Regions from separate parts of the Ovis aries genome. Here region 1 is linked to region 2. The links are chromatin contacts, called in public Hi-C maps. All regions are on one chromosome and are shown on one strand. The core of a region is the stretch at or near the end of the contact, and the rest is flanking DNA. Distances in the headings are between cores, read along the strand shown. Region 1 holds the start of GPT2 (glutamic--pyruvic transaminase 2). Region 2 has its middle 39 kb from the start of GPT2.

The links. A called contact is a pair of places that touch in the nucleus more often than the background predicts.
Region 1: a contact with region 2 is called in a Hi-C map of mixed tissues, with 3 times the contacts expected there. The contact joins the promoter of GPT2 here to the enhancer-like site in region 2. A contact is called at or near these places in 7 of 16 Hi-C or Micro-C datasets (blood, hypothalamus, liver and 4 more).

Annotation. Positions count from the first base shown.
Region 1 is chr14:14,858,367-14,861,964 of ARS-UI_Ramb_v3.0, forward strand. GPT2 (glutamic--pyruvic transaminase 2) reads left to right here and starts at 1,665. Exons shown (of 12, transcript XM_004014968.6): 1 at 1,665-1,780; 2 at 2,014-2,277. The coding sequence starts at 2,035.
Region 2 is chr14:14,819,210-14,823,063 of ARS-UI_Ramb_v3.0, forward strand. No RefSeq gene overlaps it. Among named protein-coding and RNA genes, the nearest start is that of GPT2, 39 kb to the right of the region's middle. Within about 2 kb of position 1,727, at least 7 of the 54 cell types and tissues checked have an H3K27ac peak or open chromatin away from gene starts, as enhancers often do.

The DNA of each region.
Region 1 (3,598 bases), core at 415-2,914, 39 kb after region 2:
CTCCAGTACTCTTGCCTGGAAAATCCCATGGACGGAGGAGCCTGGTAGACTGCAGTCCATGGGGTCGCGAAGAGTCGGACACGACTGAGCGACTTCCCTTTCACTTTTCACTTTCATGCATTGGGGAAGGAAATGGCAACCCACTCCAGTGTTCTTGCCTGGAGAATCCCAGGGACGGGGGAGCCTCGTGGGCTTCCGTCTATGGGGTCACACAGAGTTGGACACGACTGAAGCGACTTAGCAGCAGCAGGTATGAAAAGATGCAACAAGAGGGAATACTCTCCTGGACTATAACTAGAAGACAGGTGTCCAGAGATCTTTGACTATTAAGACCTAGTCCAGTAATAGCACATTGAGTGTCTTATCAACAAAAACCTTCTTCAGAACTGGGGATGAGCCTTCCCAGCAACGTGGGACAAAATGGTTATGAAATGACCCCCAAAGTTTGGTAGGATTTATGACCACAAGGGGGCCATGTCAACAACAAATCGGCACTTACCAAGAGCATTGACAGTAACAGAACAAGGCATTTGCCATCTGCCTCTGCGGAGATTGAACCCCATGCTGCAAACCATCATGGTGACATCAGACCCTCATGACTAACAAAAAACCCTTTTGTAAATTGAGTGCTTCATGGTATTGAACATCCCCTTCACCAAAACCTTATATATTGACTTTCCCCCACTGCCGCTTTGGAGCAGTCTCTCAGAGCTATCTGAGATGGTGCCTTCCAGGCTTCAGTCCTCATTTTGCCTAAAATAAAACTTAACTCACAACTCTCAAGTTGTACATCTTTTTTCAGTCAACAGCAGGTACCTTTACAAAAAAAAAAAAAAAGCTACAAAAAGCTGAGCATCCATTCTCAACAAACGTTTACTGAGTTCTTACTATGTGCTGCTAACACTCAGAGGTTGTGTGAATACGTTGTGAACACAATGAACGAGAAAAACGTTGCCCCTGCCTTCTGGAGCTTACATGGTTAATGCGGGAGCCAGTAAAAAGTATCTAAATTTCTGATGCTAGAAAGGAAATTAAAAGAGGTAGTGGAGGTGGGGTAGCGTTACAAATGGAGCTGTCAGGAAGCCTGACCACCTGGTATATACCAGCTGTGTTGGTCCTTTAATTTTCACGACAATCCTTAAAGGCTGAGAGTTGATCTCCCTTTTGACAAGAAAACCGACGTTGAGACGGGTAAAAGTGGCAGTCAAGTCGCAAACTCCTAACCCCCACCCCACCCCTGCTTCCTAAACAGCGGCCACTGAACCCTGGATGATGAAACTTGGGGCGAGGACTGCACCATCTCTCCGCCTATGTCTTTGCAGATGTTGGGGAAAGGGTTGTGTGGGGGAATGCGGGATGCGCCTCCAGGGAGAAGCACCAAATAGCTCTAAATTCGCAGAAAGCCGCGAGGAGAGCCCCCGCCAGACCCCCTCCGGAATCCCAGACCCTTCAGCCAGACAAAGAGCCCGCCCAGCTCACGGCAGAGCCAGACCCTCGCTCCCGCCTCCAGCCCGGCCCCCAGATCAGGCCAGCGCGGGGCACTATGGGACTTGTAGTTCAACCAGTTCGCCACACCTGTTCTGAAAAACGACAAGGGAACTACAAGGCCCAGGAGCCAGCGGGGAGGCCCGGGCGGACTCGCAGGCTGTGGGTGTGTGAGCGCTGGGGGCCCGGTGCTGCGTGCGGGAGCTGGGATGCGGCTGCCGGCGCCTGAGCCGAGGAGCTGCCCTAGGCGAGCTTTCTAGCCGGACTCGACGAAGGGGTGACCAGGCGGCGACAGGCACGTTGCACGCATGCACTGGGCTCAGCCTTTGCAAAACCCGGTTGTGCAGCGCTTTCGCTCTGCAGCGGCGAGGTGCAGGGTCCGAGTCGCCGGGGGATGGGCACCCGTCCCCGGAGCCAGGCTGGCACCTCTCGCTGAAGGAGCCCTTAGCTGAGCTTGGGGGTGGGTGCCCGCGTGCCTGCCTTGGGCTGTGCGCGACGTGTTTGTTCTCTTTCCCTATTTGTCCCAAGGTTTCACTCGGCGGCCGCGCGATGCAGCGGGCGGCGGCGCTGGTCCGGCGGGGCTGCTGCCCCCGGACCCTCGGCCCCTGGGGCCGTAGTCAGAGCAGCGCGGCCGCCGAGGCCTCGGCGGTGCTCAAAGTGCGGCCCGAGCGGAGCCGGCGCGAGCGCATCCTTACGCTCGAGTCCATGAACCCGCAGGTGAAGGCGGTGGAGTACGCGGTGCGGGGACCTATCGTGCTCAAGGCCGGCGAGATCGAGCTCGAGCTGCAGCGGGTGAGCGCGGGCGCCCGGGCCCGCGTGGGGCGGGAGGGCCCTGGGAGGCCAAGGGGCACTGGTGGGGGCGAGGGGGGAGCAGTAGCAGCTGTCGCCTCCTGGGGTCCAACCGCTGTACTTCCTCCAGCCGCGTGGCCAAGCTCCTTCATTCTGCCAATCTTGACTGAAATGAGAGAATGCCCTCCCCCCAACCCTTCCCTCACTAGTGCCCGGCACCTGGCACAAAGTAAGGCCCTCAGATATGGTTCACTTGTTGAACTGAATTCATCAATTATAATTGAGTGGCCCTTAGTGCCAGGCACTGCCTGCTATGTGGCTGTCTTACTTGAGTGGAACCAAGATCCACTGGGGCGTGAGCGTGAGGACAACGACAGGCAGGAAAGACATAAAGGAGAATTTCAGAGATCACGTTAGGCACCAGAGGTGCGATGAAGGCTCTGAAGAGACCTGAGTGTTCTCCCGAAGCTTTTTCTCTCTCTGAGACCTTCTGGGTCATTCTTCCAGGAATGATTCCCTGACAAAAGTGGTCCCGCACAATTCCTTCCCCTAGAGCCCCTTTGGAACCTTGACTGACACCCTTATTTTGTTCTCTGAGGAAACAGTCGCCCACAGTGGGTAGCAGAGGCTTGGGCCTTTGGGGCCTTGGCAGGGTGGCCCTGGAACTTTCTTCCTCCTGGCGGCCAGCAGACTGGAATCTTGAGTTCACAGCTGTATATAAGGTGACCACACACCTGGTAGTGATTCCTGTCCCCCTACAACGAGGTGGCTCTGATGGGTGAAAGAAACACCTCTGTAGTTTACCAGAGTTCTAAGGCTGGTGGAATTCAGGAGGCAGGGTCCAGAAGGGGAATGTAAAAAATTGTATATATTCCTAAGATTTATAGGAGCAGATGAAGTAGTCACCCAGCTGCTTGCTCAAGGTAGTCCTAACCCAGAAGGGGGGAGGCTTCTTTGATCTCACTCTCATAGGCACCAGAACTGAATGTCCTGGGGGTGAGTTGGACACTTAATGGTCCTTGAATGCTTGGGAAGAAGCCATGATGGGACCATGACTGTAACATGGGCACTTCGGGGCGTTTGATGAGCTCACGGCTCGCTGAGACTTCATCAGGACACCCAGTTATGCTGACTCAAAACAGTGAGTTGAATAAGTGAAGTCCAGTGTCTCCCTCTGACTCCTTGCAAGGCCAAATTTAAAGCTTGGTCCTCGGAAAGCTGGCTTGGTTTCTGTGCCTCCCTGTCCCAAAAGTGGACCACAGGCAGAAAAAAGGTTTCTGCTCCTTGTTGATATCTGGCAGACTGGAGCTGGCCCTCCTTGAGA
Region 2 (3,854 bases), core at 477-2,976:
ACCAAGACAACATTTCTCTCTGGGCCTATTGTTTCTTTTCTTTTAATATTTACTTATTTCATCTACGTGGCTTCACTGGGCCTTAGTTGCAGGGCGTGGGATCTTCTTTGTGACGTTTGGGCTTTGGTTGCAGCATGCAGACTCAGTCTAAATTCCCTAACCAGGGGTCGAACCCACATCCTTTGCATTGGAAGGCAGATTCTTAACCAGTGGTCCACCAGGGAGGTCCCTCTGCCTTTTGTTTCTCTACTACTCCATGCAGGCAAGCTCTTCTTTCCTGGTGTTGGGGAGGTGGCTGAGACAACAGAAATACTGCATTTGATTAAGTGTGGCAGCTGAGGGAGTGCTCCATTTGGACCTCCCTTGTAAAAGAACTTGCCATTCAGCCACAAGCAGAACCTTTAGCCAAGAGCCTCCAGCGATACCATCTTCAGGATCTGTGCCTTTCCTGGTCTGCTACCAATCAATTCCTGGGCATGCAAGGGGGTATGAGGGCCTGGTCACTTCTGCCCACTGCATAACTCTTCTAAAGGACAACCTTTGTTTTAGAGTTTCCATGGGATTGGCTGAGAATGTCAGCTCAGATTGTGGTGAGGCCCCCCTGTATCAGACATTGCCCTCTCCGCTAAATAAACCTCTGGTACTCCAAATCCATCTCAGTGTCTTTCTCCTTCAGGAGTTAACTGAACCATCGTGTCTCACTGGTTTAATCCCTGGTAGAAACAGATGCTCTTGCTTCACACAGATCCCTTTGGATGCCTTTGTAGTGATTTTCAGCGTGTTCTTCTAACACCCAGAACCTTCAGCTGAGCCCAGGTAGCGCTCTCAGAGCCTTGGAGTTAGCGCTTCACCCTAACTGAATGTTTAGAAGGTCCAGGTCCTGTATAATGCCCTGCTTCCTCTCATCCCCATCCACCTGACCAATGAATGGCAAGTTAAGAGTCTCAATGCCAAGCCTCTTTGCCTCCAGGTAGACCTTCTGAGAAACAACCTACCTCTCAAAGTTCCTCCGAGGGGTCAGGCTAACACTGCCTTTCCACAGAATTCTGCCTGAGATAATATCTTGCTGAACTTCTCTCCTTCTCTGCCCTGCTTATGCGCCCCTACCCCTTCCCATCTGTCCAAGGATTCCTTATTACACTGCTTTCATGTGAATCCTCCTCTAAGGGTGTGCTTCCCAACCAAGAACCACAGCTGAGGCCACAGCAACTGTCAAGTGGCTCTCTCCTGTGGAACAGTTCTTCTGGGTCCTCTTCTGCTTTTTGCTCCATCTGGCCTGTGAGTGCTAGCTGCTTCCGACTGTCACTAACTCTACAGTGCTTTCCTGGTCTTGACTGTTTCCCTGAGTCCCTTCCCATCCTTTCTGAGTAGCCCTTTCATTAAACTCTCCCCAGCCACCCCTTTGAAGCATGCTACCTGTTTCCTACAAGACTCCTGAATCATAAATGTGTCCATTCCAGGATTTCTTTATAAAAAAGATTATGTAGCATCTACGAAATTCATAGTAACCTAGAGGTTTGAAATGAGACACAAATTTTATATTGTGGAATGATTGCCCTTTTATTCCATCCAATCAGTTAGATTCTGCATCTATAATAAGATAAATTAGAGATAATATCAAAAGCCTGATTTTAAGGTTCTTCCTGATGATAGGGGTAATGACCTCCTACTTCCATTTGGCTCCCCAAATGCCCTTCAGCTGGAAACAGCAAGTAAACAACTTGCAGAAGGTGACATCTGGCACTAGATGGCAGTCATACCCACTGGTGCTGCTGCTCACAGAAGCCTGCAGGTTCGAGTCACACAGTCCAGCAAAAGCAAGTTCACCTGCCAGCTCTCCACTCGTAAATCAGGGTTATTCCACTTTCCTCCAACATAGAAGCAGCTTGTGGTTTTTCAGAACCTTGGGCCTGAAAAGGCTCCTATTTGTATCTCCTTCTATCGGCCCTCCCTCAATACATCTATTGCTAGACGCTTGTCTTGCTGTATCTCAGTATTCGCTGAACCCACAGTAGTCAAGGCGAGAGCGGAGAAGCTGGAAGAAAACTCAAGGAGCCGTAGGAACTGCAAACACGTTTGTTTTCTCCTGACTAGCACAGCAGCTGTAGCAGCAGACATGCTGTATTCTCTCACAGCTGACCCAGCAGACGCAGCCATAATGCAGTCACAAGGGCTTTTCAGGTGGAGCTTATATAGGCAAACAGAACAAAAGCGGCCTGTGGCCAAGAGAGTACATTGTGACACGCATATGCAGTGCTATAAGTGATCTCAACTGTTACATAACCATGTATTTACAAAACGTGGGGCGAGAGGCTGTGGGGTGAGAAAGCCTGACCACAGCTATCTTGGCTAATTTGCTGTTTGCTTACAACACTCAAGGGCTTCCCTTGTGGCTCAGCTGGTACAGAATCCACCTGCAGTGCGGGAGACCTGGGTTTGATCCTTGGGTTGGGAAGATCCCCTGGAGCAGGGATAGGCTACCCACTCTAGTATTCTGGCCTGGAGAATTCCATGGACTGTATAGTTCATGTCGACGTTCACTCTTGCCATCTCCTGTTTGTCCACTTCCGATTCGCCTTTATTCATGGACCTAACATTTCAGGTTCCTATGCAATATTGCTCTTTACAACATCGGACCTTGATCTATCACCAGTCACATCCACAACTGGGTGTTGTTTTTGCTTTGGCTCCATCCCTTCATTCTTTCTGGAGTTATTTCTCCACTGACCTCCAGTAGCATATTGGGCACCTACTGGGGAGTTCTTCTTTCAGTGTCCTATCTTTTTGCCTTTTCATACTGTTCATGGGGTTCTCAAGGCAAGAATGCTGAAGTGGTTTGCCATTCCCTTCTCCAGTGGACCACATTCTGTCAGACCTCTCCACCATGACCCATCCGTCTTGGGTGGCCTCACAAGGCATGGCTTAGTTTCATTGAGTTAGACAAGGCTGTGGTCCGTGTGATCAGATTGGCCAGTTGTCTGTGATTGTGGTTTCAGTCTGTCTGCCCTCTGATGCCCTCTCTCAGTGCCTACCGTCTTACTTGGGTTTCTCTTACCTTGGATGTGGGGTTTCTGACAGATGGCAAGAGTGAACGTCAACATTCTAGGAATCAGTGAGCTGGATGGACTGGAATGGGGGAATTTAACTCAGATGACCATTATATCTACTACTGCAGGCAGGAATCCCTTAGAAGAAATGGAGCAGCCCTCATAGTCAACGAAAGAGTCCGAAATGCAGTACTTGGATGCAATCTCAAAAACGACAGAATGGTCTCTGCTCATTTCCAAGGCAAACCATTCAATATCACGGTAATCCAAGTCTAGACCCTGACCAATAATGCTGAAGAAGCTGAAGTTGAAAGGTTCTATGAAGACCTACAAGACCTTTTAGAAATAACACCCAAAAAAGATGTCTTTTTCATTATAGGAGACTGGAATGCAAAAGTAGGAAGTCAAGAAACACCTGGGGTAACAGGCAAAGTTGGCCTTGGAATACAGAATGAAGCAGGGCAAAGGCTAATAGACTTTTGCCAAGAGAATGCACTGGTTATAGCAAACACCCTCTTCCAACAACACAAGAGAAGACTCTACACATGGACATCACCAGATGGTCAACACTGAAATCAGATTGATCATATTCTTTGCAGCCAAAGATGGAGAAGCTCTATACAGTCAGCAAAAGCAAGACCAGGAGCTGACTGTGGCTCAGATTATGAACTCCTTAGTGCCAAATTCAGACTTAAATTGAAGAAAGTGGGGAACCACTAGACCATTCAGATATGACCTAAATCAAATCCCTTATGATTATACAGTGGAAGTGAGAAATAGATTTAAGGGCCTAGATCTGATAGACAG